Regions from separate parts of the Gasterosteus aculeatus genome. Here region 1 is linked to region 2. The links are chromatin contacts, called in public Hi-C maps. All regions are on one chromosome and are shown on one strand. The core of a region is the stretch at or near the end of the contact, and the rest is flanking DNA. Distances in the headings are between cores, read along the strand shown. Region 1 overlaps plekhh1 (pleckstrin homology domain containing, family H (with MyTH4 domain) member 1). Region 2 holds the start of zfp36l1a (zinc finger protein 36, C3H type-like 1a).

The links. A called contact is a pair of places that touch in the nucleus more often than the background predicts.
Region 1: a contact with region 2 is called in a Hi-C map of skeletal muscle, with 11 times the contacts expected there. The contact joins the enhancer-like site here to the promoter of zfp36l1a in region 2. A contact is called at or near these places in 4 of 6 Hi-C or Micro-C datasets (skeletal muscle, tail fin and whole body).

The regions. Positions count from the first base shown.
Region 1 is chr15:12,050,740-12,055,892 of fGasAcu3.hap1.1, forward strand. All of the region lies in intron 1 of plekhh1 (pleckstrin homology domain containing, family H (with MyTH4 domain) member 1), which reads left to right. Among protein-coding and RNA genes, the nearest start is that of plekhh1, 23 kb to the left of the region's middle. Within about 2 kb of position 3,177, at least 5 of the 9 cell types and tissues checked have open chromatin away from gene starts, as enhancers often do.
Region 2 is chr15:12,015,741-12,020,892 of fGasAcu3.hap1.1, forward strand. zfp36l1a (zinc finger protein 36, C3H type-like 1a) reads right to left here and starts at 2,460. Exons shown (of 2, transcript XM_040199741.2): 1 at 682-2,460. The coding sequence starts at 732.

The DNA of each region.
Region 1 (5,153 bases), core at 1,927-4,426, 36 kb after region 2:
TTGCTGGTATTCCTTCTGGCAGATCCCCTAAATGGAGCAACTTGCATGCGAATGTATAAGGACATGCTGCATAATTCTCCAAATGATTTTCCAGAATATTTGTATTTTGGAGCAGATCCAGAATATATCACCGCTGTGGTCGTGCAATTTCTTGAACCACGTTGTGGTTTACTTAAGCCGTAACATGATGTGGCTCACTCTCACGCCTGTAGAGGCAGGAAAACACAGACATGAATATAGACGGCGTCGTATGCAACTTCGGATTCATGTTACAGTAAAAAAGAAGAGAAAACTACGTATTAGGCCAACGTGAGGCAACATGACACCATGGTGGACTGAGTTTTACATGATTTGAACAGTTTTTTTTACATTTTTAAACGAACTCAGAGCACAATGACCTCACTCCAGACTGTTTCACATCGCTGCATGAAGCTCTATACATGCATTGCTGTGCTGAGAGAAGAACCTACTGAAGAAAACGGAACAAAACAGCCCCAAGATGTGACTTCCACAATCAGAGACTTTTGAAAAACAGGAGTTAGAAAAAAATGGGGTTTAAAGAAGCAGAGACGGTCTAATGAAATATACTGTGATTTAGGATCTTGCCCTTACAGGTAAAGTAAGGATATCCTATTGTTTATATTGTATGCTTACTTTGTATGATTAGTTTAGTTTACTTTAAATACGTTTTTTTTAAGTTTATAAAAATATACAATAAAAAAATATTGTGGTAGCACAGTACTAGATCACTAGCGTGTCAGTGTCACCCATTCTGCCGATGTGTATTTAGAGATTCTGCAATACTCCAGAAATGAAGATCCACCACTAAACACCATCTTTGCTTTTGTACCCTGAAATAAAGGTCACAGCGGCCATAATGCTGACGTGGCGTTTAACACAACAGCAGCCCCATCGCGTCCGTCATGACGGGGCTGTTTCTACCTCCGCTGCCAGTTTAAAACTACACTTAGATCAAGATAACCTGCTTCCTCTGCCTCCTTTAAGTGCTCCTAATGGTATTTGAAAGATTTCACAGAGCCGAGAGAAAACAACCAATGAGAGCTGAGGCTTTTCTAACAAAGTTGTCAATCACGGCCTCATATGTTTCCAGAAAACAGACATTTAACAAGGTTGTTCAAACAACCAAGCCAAAGCCAAGTACCTCCAAGCATCACTTGTCACTTCGGACCAACTCAATGCTTCAAAATCGCAGTCCACTAACCGGTGACCGACGTGGTCCACTTTGTATTTACAGTCTATGACACAAACGTGACGGTTCCCCCTTGCAGACATCGAACAGAGGCCCATCCCTCGTCTAGGTGCCCTGAAGCGCCAGCATACAAGGCCTCGGAGCATCCAAGAGTCCCTCAGATTCAAACAGGATCTCCACTGGTGCTGTAATCATGGAGGACAATACCGTACGCGAGCATGAACACTGGAGCCCACTGAGGAAGAGAGGAATTAACCGGCTGCCCTGCACCTCTGACTCAACTCTCTGTGAACCGCCTGTGGAAGCAGGGGTCAGCGGTTCTGGCTTTCGTATCATCTTTCCCTCCCACTCCTCTGCTGTTTCTGCTGGGGGGGGGGGGTTGGTTAAGGAGGGTTTTGTGGAGCAGAAGGGCTCTCAGCTCCTGATCTCAGCAGAGCTCGGGAGAATCTTGGCAGCTCGCTTTGTCTGACAGGTAACGCTCAACGCGGCCGTCCGTGCGGCCCAGCTGTGACCCGGAGAGGCAGGAGGTGTGAGGGCCAAAGGGCAGACGAGAGATAGGTGCAAAGCATTAAATCCTCAGGCCCGCTCGCTTGATTTGGACTCCTCTGGCACGTGTTTTGGATTTTACAATCAGGGAGAGAGGATGTGGGAAAAATAAAGGCCTGCGTGATTTACTTGGGTGCGACAGATGTTCCCTGATGTTGCTAACACCCAGTCCGTTATTTTATTCTGCCGACAATTTGTTTTTCTCTCTATAGTGGTGCAATTTTTCTCTTCCTTCTTCTTTTAAAAGTCTTCAACTGAGCTTATAGGGGAAGTTTTGATTGCGTTGGTTGTACAAGCCTGCTACATGTGTAGTTTTACTTCCCCAAGTGAAATGTTATTTTTGCTAATAGCAAAGTTTTAATATGCTGAATCAGTTGAATATATCACGTAACATTATGAGTTCAGTTATCCTGTGTGAAATCAAAGAGACAAACTGTGCAGCCAATTCAAGGCCACATATAGCAGGCAGAAATGTGGGTTAATGTTAATTAAATGAGACATACATATGGATATGGTTATTTGATTGATCGATGCAGAGATTCGTTCTGGACATTTCACTGAACATTATAAAGCTTAAATGAGGTGCTGGAACAAGGAGACACTGAACATGTTGACCGGGACAGAGTGGAATAATGGGGCTGCACAATAAGCTGCAAACACCACGTTGACATATTATCACCTTTTATACTTTAGCAAGGACTCGAGCTCAAAACAAAGTAACTTTTAATAACTAAAAATACAAAATGCTTGTCAGCAAGCAGGAACCAGATCACAGCAACATCACACACAACCCAAACACGACACAAAGGGACACACATGGTGTAAATACACTGAGGAGGTACAATAACAAGGGAGAGAAAAAACAGAACCAAATGATTCACCTCCACTGAATAGGCCTCCAACTCGCAGTGAAAGGCCGACACTTTCATTCATTTGGAGATATAAAAAAGATATTAAAACACTGCGGTGCTCGTTGATGCATTTCTATGGGACCAAGATTGGGTCTAAATGAAAGAGAAGTCTGAATGTGCCAATAACCCTCGTGTGATCAATCGTGCAAAGAGCCACCGAAACATCCCATCACATCGCAACCAGCAAACGTTAACACGTGAAGACGGGCAGTGCTGTTTTTCTTTATTTCGAAGGCTCATCGGTGTTCGTGCGCACACTCAAGGTAAGAGGAGCAGAAGGAGCAGATCAAAGATGAGGTGGGCGAAGCGCTGGGACACCCACCTCCTCATAAACAGGGGGATCTCCTTACCGAAAACAAAGAGGCATCGAGCAGCCAAACCACATCCAGCGGAACAGGGAGGGCTGAAAGGGGGGGGGGGGGGGGGGAGAGAACACGTTACAGGGGCGGAAAGGTAGAGCAAAATCAGTCATTACTGTAATTACAACCTGAGCCCACTTACTCTCTCACTCAGTGGGAGGAGAGGAGAGAAGGAAAGAGGGAGAGAGGGGAGGTTAGAGCGGCCCAACGGAGGCGTTACCACACAACTCGTCCCGCTTCTTTCTTCAGGGGAACACGCACATAAACACGTTAACGCAGAAGAACGGACGCGCTGCAGGCCCCCCTCCCCTCCCCTCCCCCCCCGGAACCAGTCAGTAATGCGGTTTATGTCGGTAAATGAAATGAGCTATGAAAGGCTCGTCTAACTGTCTTCACCGGGGTATTTATTTTCACTCCCCGCTCTGAGTCACGCCGTCCCTCCCTCTGCTCATCAAACCTCCAAAGCAGAACAGTGTTGGACTGGAGGATAAACACTTCTGAACTTTTTTCTCTTTTATGTTTCACTCATGTAGCACCAAAAACAAAGCTGGAAACCGATCCAAATTATATTCATGAAAAAGAAACTGTTTGCTGACGCGTTAGCCAGTTCACGGGAATCAACACTTACACATTGCGTGTGTTTAATCTGCTCGTTTCCTCCCGATTCCAGTCTGCATGCTAAGCTAAGCTAAAACGCTGCCGATTGTAGCAACAAATCAAATACATTTCATATCAGATGTTTTAAGTTTGAAAAAGAGAATTGCCACATCAAAGGGATCGTTTCTAAGCATCGACCTTGAGTTTTAAACTGGGAAGAGGAGTGTTTTCTGCTACTTGTTTTCTGAAGCGGGTTGGCTTGTGGCCTCCTCTGTGTTTCCCGCTCTCGTCCCCGTGGCCCCCGGCACGTCGCAAACGCTCGCCGGGCGTCCCGCGGGAGGGAAACAGAAGCTCAATGCGGAGTCAAGAGAACAACACCAACAACACCCACATTCTGCCCTTCCAGACCTACAGGTGTTTCATCGTTTCCAAGAAAAAAATCGCCTCGGCTCTGCTGACAGAGAAATACGATCCTAAGTATAGGAAAGAATATAAATCACGTGATGCTCAGTCTATGCTCGCGCGTGCATGTTAGATGTGTTACGTGAAGTACGTGTGGTCCGTCTGTGCGAGAGAAGAAGAAAAAAACAGAGAGAAAATGAGTTGTTTCTGCCACATTTCTACTTTGTTGTAGCAGAGAAAAAGCAAACAGTGGTTCGTTGTTTGCTTTGGCGTTTGTCTCCGTGATTGCCGGTGGTGGAGATCATGCGCCCCGGGCAGAAAACCCATTTGGTTCCACAGTTGGTTTTTAAAGAGCCGTCAACCAGCGGAGCACAAGTGCCACCTCGCGGACACGAGCGGTGCTGCAGTCGCTCCGCAGGGAGGCCTCGCTTTCCCTCCATCTCACTGGCTTGGATACAAATCACAGACTAACTGCACTCTTCACATTTGGGGATATGCATATTTTCTTTGCAGCCAAGACATATTCCATAATGATGGCGAAATATATAAATCCGGTAACCACAGAAAACGTACAACTTTGCGACACAGACCCGGTTAAAACCAGCTCGCAGGAGCCTAAAGAGCAGCTGCCGTTCAGAAACGGAGCGACATGAAGATAATCTGGTCCGACGCACCTTCATCGACCTCGTCTCTCTTTGAACAGTGAGCTCTGCAGCGAGTCACGTCGAGGTTCGAACACGTTGGTGGAGCTGTCGTTGTGGGTCATGAGATGAATCATGAGGTGTTGTGTAGATCCTGTTGTTCCTCGTGGTCATCGAATTGATTCATCTCGGCCTCGTCTCTCGTGATGATGGCTGCTCAATCAAAAAATACTTTAACTTTAACTCAAGGATTATATGAGGGGACCCCCTTGTGCCCCCCGTGAAGATCTCTCAGATATTTTAACACTCGGGTTATGATGTGAGTTTGCGATCATTTGTAGGTGTTTTTTGTTGTTACTCAGAATGTTTGTAGTGGTCAGAACATCTGCGTCCAGATGTCTGTTTGTCTTCCACTGACCTGAAACAACTCCTCTTCCTCCATAGACGCCTTTCCAAACTAAATCCATCTCTCAACGGTTGATTGTCC
Region 2 (5,152 bases), core at 1,210-3,709:
CAACCGCGCGGGAAAAAAGGAAAACATTTGAACGCGTGCAAACAAAACCGAGGGCGCGATGTCGACGCACCGGTGAACCGTTAATATTTCGAAAGCCAAGTTAAAGTTTGATGAAATATTAACACGGTTAATCACGGCAAACCGATTTATGGCCGCAGCTGCAAGTAAAAGCCAGACAAATCTAGTCAATGATTAGCGAGCATGTGGCTGCTTTGTAGAGTATTAAAAGTGGCGCAAAACTGCGCTCATTAAAAAAAAAAAAAAAAAAAAACAGACAAGAGGGCACGAACAGCGCGTCAAAAACCGCCGCGGCCGTTCGGAGAAACCGGGTCCGGTTCGGTAAACGCGCGCGGCACGTGTTCAACAAAGAAAGTTTACAACACATTACGACAACTGATCAAGTTCCCGACAGCACAACGCGGACAAGAGGTCGTGACCCGCCAAGGGCTCCGATGCAGACGCGGTGCACAAGGAATGCATTAAAAAAAATAAAAAATAAACTATATTTTAAAAAAGGTTTTTTTTTAAAGCCTTTAAAAAAAAGAAAGGCACGCGCGCCACGGCAGAGGGCCGCGAGCGTGCAGCGCGTCATTCCTCCACAGCGGCTAACATGCTAACAGAAACCACCAGGGACAGAGACAGAGACAGCGGGGGGACAGGACAGAGAGACGCGAAGCTAACCTTGTTCATTATGTCGAAGTCGAAGAAAGGCGACGCCACGGCTGTGGTCATGTCTGCAGCGGCCGGGGTGGAGTTCGAAAAGTAGTCGAAACAAAACAAAAACAAAAACAAAAAAAATAAAGTAATGCTCGGCTTGAAGGAGAAAAAAAAAAAAAAGTTGCGCAGGTCTGCCGAGTTTTCTGGTGTGCGGCTCCTGTTGCGTTTGGGACCCTGCAGAAACACCCCCTCTGCCCGGCACCAGCTCCGACATTTGCTTTATAATCCTCTGCAGGAGGAGCCTCGGCGCCGCTGGGCGGTAACTCCGCTTGCTTTCTCCTCCACCCTCTTCTGAAGGGGGCAAACTTTTGAGTGGGGTTGTCACTTTGTTTGAGAGAACAACGCGGCCGCACCGACCGCGAATACTGAGCAGTTGTTGGGTTTTTTTTATTTGGCACCGACGTGCGGCCAAAGTTCCTCCACAGTGAGCCAGTTTATTGGTTTATCGGCGTGCGGGGGGGGGGGGGGGGGATACCGACGTTGAGTTATACAAAAAAAAAAGTTGCCAAGTTGCCGTTGCTCTCGGCAGATGTTGTGATGGTTAAATATTATATATAAAAATAAAAAAAGTTGTTATTATGAGTCGCCTCTTTCCCTCGTGGAAGCCTTGCTCCTTAAACGGCCCCCGCTCTCCTCAAGGTTTCACCTCTCATCCGCCACTCTGTAATTAATTTACTCCTAATTGGAGGCCTGTCACGTCACTCACTGGCGGGACTTTCCGGTGGCGGCCAGGCCTTTTTAACTCTTTCCCTGCCCCCCCCCCAGCTCTGCTTCCCTCAGCAGCAGGTAAACGACGTGTGACGTTGTCATTCCATCACGCGGGCCTTGACCTGACACCAGATTCGACCCCCCCCCCCCCCCCCGCAGACGCGGTGACAATAATGGCGCTTTGCAGGCGACACCGGGCCCGTACAACTCCCATTGTGCTCCGTCGTCTTCCTCTCCCGCTCTCCCGCCCCGTCGGGCTGTGAGTCAATGTCAGGGTTGGGTTGCAGAGGGAGAAGGGGGGGTGGTGGGGGGGGGATAAAGGCCGGGCCTGCGAGAGAAGAAAAGAAGCTGTTAACCAGGAGAAAGAAGCAGAAGAAGAAGAAGAAAAAAGAGGTGGATGTGGAGGAGGGGGGTGATGGAGTGAGGGGGAGATTTATGGGGGACGTTTATTACCACACAGCGCTGCCCCAGGGGGAGGTGAGGGGAGAGGGGCAAAACATTCGCTTTTCCTCTTCTTTGCCCATACAGAAGCCACACGGGGGGGAGGGGGGGGGGGTTGTCTCACTGCGGGGGAGGCAGGGGGACTTGTTTTTCTTTCTGAAATGCTCAATGCAGTTGAGTTCGAAAAAGGCCAGATGCACGCGGCTTGAATGCAGGATCTTCGTTTCAAACAGATCCCCGGCCCCCCCCCCACGACCTTCAGGAACCATAATGCTAATCTCCACACTGCATTAACGGGAGTATATATAACTTTCTGACATATTCTGGAGTCCGTCAGGGAAGGGCCAGGGTGTGTGTTTTTAACATAAAAAGGGTTTTACGAGCCGGAGCTGTTTGGCGTAATCTCCCCCTGGAGTGTTTTCACAGACGTGGGCTGGGGGGGCGGAGGGGGGATGACAAACTTCCTTGAAATCCTGTCTGCAGTTCAAAGGTCCTGTCCCAGATTGATTAAGTAGATCAGATTGATTGTCTCTCTTCTGAGGGAAAACTACAGAAGGGTCGCACAGGAGGGGATTTACAGCAGTTTGCTGTTTCACAGCAAATACAACAAACTGTGGCTGGAGAGAAGCGATCTCAAGGATAATATGGCATAATCTAAAAACGATCAACCAACGGTTATGTAAGTTATATGTGATGTTGGAGCAAAATAGATTCTCGTACAGATTAGAGCTCTTCAAGATATGCAGGGTTAAAACAAAAAAAAACCCTGCCCCGCTGCAGCCTGGCCTCAAGAAGCCTCCGACTGTGTCGATGTTTACTCCAATGCTCTCAGATGTATCGTGCTCGCTTGTTATTGTGCGTTGCAGTTGTCCTTCCAGGTTTAGGAGGAGGCACCTGCTTCCTGTCGAAATGACAATCTCCCAGGAGATATTTTCCAATGTGGTTCTTTTTTAAACAGGTTTTATGCAGATAGTAAACGGCAGCATTTTGACACAGTGCCTTGCACACACAGGGGAAAAGTTACCTTTTCTTTTAAGATCAAGTTTGAGCGAGTTTTCTGTATCTTAACTTCCCAAACAAAGACATACTTAATATTTCTTACATGGGTGATGTTCAGATTATATTTAGCAGTTGTCGTCTGTAAATGGGATTTGTTGTTGTTTTAAGTAGTTAGAAGGTTGCATATGATCGCCTTCAAAAGAAGACACGCAGGATTCCCTCAAACACCGAATGCACTGATAAATCCAACGTATGTCAAAGAAAACACATCCTTTTCTGCCTTTTTATTGGCTTTTTTATCAAGTTGATTTCCTAATAAATGAATGCACTACTAATACATGAATGGGCTAATTGTTCTGACAAATGTTTAAAGGTCAAAGATGTAATATTCACAGCGTTTTCCTGTCCCATCATTCCATCGACTCCCCACCACAAAAGAGCACAAAAGAAACAATCTAGATGTCAGCTTTACTTCCTCAGGCAGGATTTTCCTCTAGCTGTTGACAGTCGAGTCTCTCTCTCTCTCTCTCTCTCTCCCTCTCTCCCTCCCTCCCTCTCTCCCTCCCTCTCTCTCTCTCTCCCTCTCTCCCTCTCTCTGTCAGGACGGTGGATTTCTAAAGATTTGTGCTCCTCAAGGCCAAAGCTGTCCTCTCAGGCCTGTGGGGCCTATCAGTCTCTGTTGGTGCTGCAGTCAGTCACTCCTCAGCCTCCTTTGGAGGGTTTGATGTCGGCCTCCTGCGCCGAAGACCCCGTCCTCAGAAGGGAGGACAGGGTCACTGATAACGTTTAAGTGGGATGACTGGTTGTTAAATCTTTTATCTAACTCAACGGGAGATGAAAGAAGTTCTGGGGAAACTCAACAAATTGGAAGTCGTCTCTTAAAGCAACAGCTTGCTGTTCTTCCCCCTCACATCCAACAGAGGGCAGAGTTCTTCTTTTCCTCGTGCTCTTGTTGTTTCACATTTACTCCCCCGTCTTTGTACGGCATTTAAAGTCTCTCCTTGTTTGCCCCCGAAAGCAAAAAAATGCAGAAGATTATATTTGTTACACCGTGAGCGAGAATCGCTAAGATTAAACTGTTTGGTCAGCGCAGTCAGACACAGGCCTGTCCTCATGTGGCTTTTTTAGGTGAATTAGGACTCAGCACAACCCTCTGTATTGTGTAACGCGCCTCTCTCCGCCGACACACTGACTCAGTGTCCTCACATGAAGCAAATGGACTTATCAGCTGCACAAGATGCTGAGACGTGCTGCGTGGTAAATCTCAAGCTGTGCGGCACCACATCAGTTAACGCGACCACGGGCTCATTAAAAGACGTTCCACTGCTTCATGCTCATTTATTTTCTGAGGAATGATTTGTTTGACGACAGATACCAGTAATTCATCTGTTTGCCACCTCCTGGTATTTAAGATTTCTTTTAAGTTAATTATTTTCCAACTGAAGTATCTGTTTCGGATGAAACCGTCTCCCACACACATTGTATTTTCAATTCTGTAAAATGTAGTGTTATGAGCATCGGTAAGTGGAACATTAGCTCTTATCCAGAAATGTGTTTTGCATTTTGTATTTAGTGGGGAAAATGATTCATGTCAATTCTAATCACGGATGCAGAGATGAAAGATCAGATCCTGAATCCTTAAATAGAAGTTATGTTACCATACTTGAGTAACGTACTTAAGATACTCAATCTACATTATATAATGTAGTTTTTAGTGCTTTATGTGCTGACATTTTACGTTTGACGTACAAAGCAACTAAAGATCTCCAATTAAAGCAGTGTGATGCAAAGCGCAATGTAATCATGAAGTTAAATATAAATACTTACACCAATACATTCCTCCAAGCACCTTTTAACTACAGTAAACAGACATATTCAATTTCACAGATTTCTAAAGAACATAACTTCCCATTTTTTCCGAGCATGTGAGCATGTTTTTGTTGATACAGACAAGACGGATTGTTAAGCAATCAGGCTCATGGATTATTGAAGTTTGATTTCATAAATGTGTCGTTCCCTGTGCCCCCCCCGCCGATCCCCACATCTTGCCCGGATGAGCTTCGTCAAACGTTCATCTTTTCCTTCTTTCATGTCTCATGGTATGTTTGCCAAATTCATATGAGGAGGGGGGGCTGTGGTCATCTCGTAGGGCGGAACTGTCCTCAGATGAAGAGGGTGAGGGAGGGAGAAAGGGAGAGAACGAGAGGGAAACGAGACCTCGCAGCGATTAATTGTCCGTAGGAGCAGCCGCAGCATTGTTAGTGGTGAACCACCAGCTGCTCGCGCC